2 separate regions of the Cyprinus carpio genome follow, and region 1 is linked to region 2. The links are chromatin contacts, called in public Hi-C maps. All regions are on one chromosome and are shown on one strand. Each heading gives the region's core, a stretch centred on a gene start, on an enhancer-like site or on the middle of the called end of the contact. The rest is flanking DNA. Distances are from core to core; before and after follow the strand shown. Region 1 holds the start of copb1 (coatomer subunit beta). Region 2 overlaps LOC109094294 (cGMP-inhibited 3',5'-cyclic phosphodiesterase B-like).

The links. Hi-C and Micro-C count contacts between places; a contact is called where the count stands out from the background.
Region 1: a Hi-C map of skeletal muscle shows a contact between it and region 2, with 3 times the contacts expected there. The contact joins the promoter of copb1 here to the enhancer-like site in region 2. A contact is called at or near these places in 6 of 8 Hi-C or Micro-C datasets (liver, red blood cells and skeletal muscle).

The regions. Positions count from the first base shown.
Region 1 is chrB7:16,171,255-16,173,954 of ASM1834038v1, forward strand. copb1 (coatomer subunit beta) reads left to right here and starts at 1,393. Exons shown (of 22, transcript XM_042727537.1): 1 at 1,393-1,549; 2 at 2,394-2,535. The coding sequence starts at 2,445.
Region 2 is chrB7:16,138,059-16,140,758 of ASM1834038v1, forward strand. The region is part of intron 1 of LOC109094294 (cGMP-inhibited 3',5'-cyclic phosphodiesterase B-like); the gene reads right to left. Among protein-coding and RNA genes, the nearest start is that of LOC109094296, 23 kb to the left of the region's middle. Within about 2 kb of position 1,438, at least 3 of the 8 cell types and tissues checked have an H3K27ac peak or open chromatin away from gene starts, as enhancers often do.

The DNA of each region.
Region 1 (2,700 bases), core at 143-2,642, 33 kb after region 2:
AAAGTAGAAAATAAAATTGGCCCATGATCCTTTTGTCTTTGCTCAGTCAACACCTTTTCCCTTTCCTAAAAAACATGTTATAAAGAGGGAAAGTCCCTCCAATGCCAATGCTTTAGGTAAAAAGAACCTGTATTCTGAACGAAGTTGTGGTCTTTCCTTTGAAGCGTGAACACAAAGAATTTTTTTTTAATGATCTTAAGATGACTCACATTTGTAAAAAGATCCAGATATAGAAGTTTATGAAAATGTAATATATTTATTCCATATCGACGAGCAAGAACAATTTATGCACTTGGCTGGAAAATTGGTTTGAAATTGTGGTTCTCGCATTATGGTTCATTTATGATCTCAAATGCTGGAGACTAATGCTGGTTCCATAATGCATTGAAATTGACCTTATTTACTTGACATCTGTGCAGCAATCCCCATAGCTATCTTAAGAGCTTTTCTATGATTCCAACTGCACAAGTGAAGTGGTTGAGTAGACAAGTCAATAAAACCACCAGTCATTCTCATGTGAGGATCATGTACACTAATGTATCTTCCAAGCATTTATGGAACTGGTAGAAAGCTGTTTAGCAGGAGGCCATGCTATTATTTACATAAACAAATGTTTATGTGCTACATTCTAAAAAAAGTCAAAAAATACTGTGTTAATTTGAGGGTATGAAGGTCTTTATTGATTTTTACAGCACCATTTTCCATTTTTCCACAGATATTATTCTTACAGTGTACTTTAATAAAATATAAGCTATAAATTATATTATATTATAAATATAAATACATTTATTACATATAACAGAGGTATATGGGTATTAGAAAAATACAAGAAATTCTTCTTTAAACCTCCTTAAATTGTATTAAATTCACTATTTATATGAATTTTCTCAAAAATGTTGCATTGTAATTATGAATATAATATATAACATTCAATAGTACAATATTATTCCAATTGTAAAAAATATTTCTATTTTCCATTTTTGTTTCAATTTTAGTTAAAGGTATAGTCATTTTAAATATGTCTATAGTTTTTAGCATTTTTTATTTCAGTTATTTTAGTACGCCAAGATAAGGTAACAAAAACTAGCTACAACTAGCTTAATTATTATATATATATATAATTTTATGGTTTTAGTTTTGATTAACTAGAAAAACCTATTTTCACACCAATAAATATACAAATAGATTGGGTTATTTTTCCTTATACATCTTGACTAACACGTGGAAATTTCTTCTTCTTCTTCTTCTTCTTCTTCTTCTTCTTCTTTTGGTGTTTTAAACCGGTTGGCAAACAAACCACAGGGAAATTTAAGTGTAATATTCCAGTATAAACAAGCACAACATAATCACAAACACATACACAACTCCAGTCTACTCTGCAACAAACTTTCGCGTTTGCGTAACGCGACATGTGGTTTGATCCTTCCGGCTCGCTGTAGTATTGATGTGGCCAAGTCAGCCAGGTTCCACGTCACTCGGAAGGATCAGAATTTCTTTAGACACGGATGCGCACACAGAAGAGGAGAGAGACCTAATACCTGTTTGAAAGGTAATAAATTGGCAGCTTTACAAAAGAGCACATAAATAAAAGACAGATTCATTGTTACTTTGAGCTGCTTCGAGCACGGAAGAGCTGGTGGTTTGTGTTAGGTTTGGTCGCAAACTGTTAGCGTGCTAGCTGTTACTGTAGCAGTGATGTCGAATGATCACGCAATCAATAATATAACTCTATAACCTTAAGTCCGTTATCAAGATGTGTTATTAAACAGCAGTGGTGATATTAATACGCTGTTATTTATAATAACTGCACAACATGGTGCAAATTGGTCTTCTGCCACGGCTGGTAAACAAACGTTAGCTGCTACTTCAGTGACTCCTGTGCGGCCGCAGACCTTGAGACTTCTGACGGGATACTGATATAAAAATTCTTGTTAACAGAGTTTACCATGAAATCACCTAAAATTCACGTAGTAATACATATACTGTGGAAGTTCCATGGTGTTCTTTGAAGTGCTTTGGAATGACACGTAAATACAAGGTGCGTGGGTATGGCAATCATTTAAAGGTGCGACCTGTGTTTTTAATGATAACAAGGTTTTAGTTATGAAAACTAACAATTTATGTAGTGCTTTGAGCTAGTGGTCTGGTCACTTTATGCATACGCATGAACAGAAAACTACCAAACAATACAGTAGTAGTCAACATCTGAAGTGGATCAAAACCTTTCATCAAAGTTGTCCTAAAACCAAAATGTGTTCTTGTATAAGGACAAATTTAATGAACTGTTTTGATCCACTTCAGATGTTGACTACTGTACCGAGAGAGTTGTCACATTATCATATAATTGACTATTCATTTGAACTTTTAGTGATGTGTTGCAGCCTGTGTTTCAGGAAAACTCATTCATTCTGAGTGGAGTCTCTTGAAGAGAAAGAGCTGACATCATGACAGCCGCGGAGAATGTGTGTTACACACTCATCAATGTCACCAATGACTCGGAACCACCGTCCGAAGTCAGCTTGAAAACTGATTTAGGTAATGTTCATGTGGAGTAGTTTATTAAATAAAATTACATTTATTACATTTCAATTTATATTAACGTGCAATGCATGCCATTTTAAAAGTTTGGGGTTGGTAGGGCTGGGCGATATCTAACGATATAATCATGAGCATCTAGTCAGTAAAGCCGGTTCCCTGATT
Region 2 (2,700 bases), core at 188-2,687:
TTTCTACGTATTGGTTTGAACAAGCATTTGATGTGTTATTGAACATTTTGTCAACACCTGAGAAATGCTTTTCGCGAGCTGAAAGCTGCTAAACGAAAACCTTTCTGGCGCTTGCAGGGGGAAAAAAAGAAAACCACTGTAACCACAATGAGACGTCAACAATAGCGCTCACAGATCTTATCTAGCCAAACTACGTCATTTGACTGCATTTTCACGTTATCTGTCTCAGAGGCTCAGAGGAAAGTCACCTAACAGAAGCCAAGTCTCACAACACTATCACCAAGATAGGTCACAGGCTGTGTCTGTTTTTTGGTATCACGGAGTAGATAGAAACTTATACAGTTAAATTGCAAAACAAGTTGTCTAAATATGATTGAATGGTCTTGTAGACTGAAATTTCACTTATCCATATACCAAATTAAAGGCCCAAACTAACTTGCACAAGTCACAATCAACATGTTTAGCAACAAAACAAATATAAATTTCACACTCTAAACATGCATTTGAGAAATGTGATTTTAATATGCATTCAGCTAAAGATGCCTTGGTAACACTTTACATTAGTTAACTACTTTAGTTAAGATTAAGTATGAACAATAGGCCTAGTTCTACAGCATTTATTAATCTTAGTTAATGTTAATTTCAACATTTACCAATGCATTATTAAAATCAAATGTGCTTCTTTACATTAATGAACAACAATGAAGGACTGTATTTTCAATAAATACTGTAATAAATGTATTGCTCATTGTTTGTTCATGTCAGTTAATACATTAACTAACATTGACTAATGGAACCTTGTTGATAAGTGTTACTGATATCGGTTTCATTTGGCATATTTGGGAAGTATGAGCCATATTAGGCTGGTTGACAGAAAGTAAAGTGTTCATTTATTTTTAAACATCAAGGTTTTGGTTAAAATTTACATGAATATATAAGAAAAAAATAAAGATTTTAGGTGAATAGAAATTTTCCTGGCCACCTTATATTTTTGCAATACAATTCTACAGTCCTACAAAGTGACAAATGAATTTTTTAAAAGGACAAATTCAATGCAGTTTTTTGGCCTTATATTAATTAAAAGACTACATGTATTTTTATAAGAAATAGAAACATGTTGGACTTTATAATAACAACCCATTTATTTATTCTAAGTCTGGTTTATTTCTGTTTACAACAATAAAGAAATAAAATCCTTTCTTTCAAAGATGTAGAAAACCTTTCAGGGAAAACTGACATAAATTAATTTAGCAACCAAGCAAACACAAATTAACAAGAGCTCAACAGCATTACCAAAACAGTGGCATGTCACAGTCCTAAGATAATCAGACGAGCAAAGTTCGAGAGAGTTCTTGGCCAACAACGGCTCATATGTAAGCAGTCGCCATGTTAAACTCAGAAAGACTGTAACCGAATGGCAGCACAGCGTTTGCCCACATGGGGGAGTACTGGTGATATGCGAGAGAAGAGCCTGGTTTCTCCACATAACAGACAAAGCAGAAGTCCCCTGCACCTGCGCTGGCCGTGTCATGTGTCACTTCCAGCAGCTCTGATCTTTAAAACCAGCAGCACTCTGAGGCACTCAGAGCTGTCCAAAAGACATGACCACAGACAGCAACAGATGGAGCTGATAGAAACACACTCACCTGCTTTCACTGAATCAAGAGTAACACAAACATTAAACCAAGACACAAATGACTTAATTCCTCTTAAGTCTGGATTGGGATTTGATTACGATGTAGACATTGTGGCCTCTTGCTCTCAAATCAGATGTTTTACTGATCAGACAGAGATGATAACTGTTAGTTGTTAGCATCTGCTTAACACCATCAGAAATTTAGTATGGCAAATAAGCACTGCCATGGCAACCTGACAGAGGCCAGCAAACAATAGTACAAACGTCACAGCATTCAGAATGGCGGGAGATAGATAGATAGAGGAGAGAGGTGTCAGAAAAAGGTGTCTGACACTTTCTCTCACCAACACAGGGAAGGTTCTGTGGGTCAAAAATGACCACTTAACATCTGACTGGTCAGATACGTTCCCATTAAATCGAGCATGTGGCATAGAGCTAAATGAGTATATAAACACAGACTCGACTCTTGACCCCTCTGAATGCCCCACAATGTCACTTAGGCAAATCTCACTATGTTCTTTACGCTCTGTTGAGCTAGTGAGCTTCACAGATGGAACAGAGATTAACAGAAAAATAAAGGTGGGTCAGTTTCACTAAATCTGCTTCCTTGAATATTTGACAATATTTTGACTTTTGTATACCTGGTATTAAGATTTGTTTGGGTGACGTGAACAGGACTAAATGTAGGTACAAAATGTTTCATGAGCTATTCATACATAGCTGGAAAAGCACATTGTGTTCACATTGCATTTAGAGTTTAACTGCTAATCCATCCTGCTAGACTACCATTCAAAAGTTTGACATCTTTAAGATTAAAAATAGTAATAATACTTTTATTTAACAAGTGTGGATTTTTAAAGGAATTTAAATTGTAACAAAAGAAATTCTATTTTAAATAAATTCCCTTTTATGTTTTCTCTTTATCAAATGATCCTGTAAATATGTCTAATGCTTTCTACAAAATATTAAACAGTACAACTTGTTTTCAACATTCATTATAATACTGTCCTTTTTTTAAAAGCAAATCAGCATATTATAATGATTTCTGAAAGGTCTTGTTACGC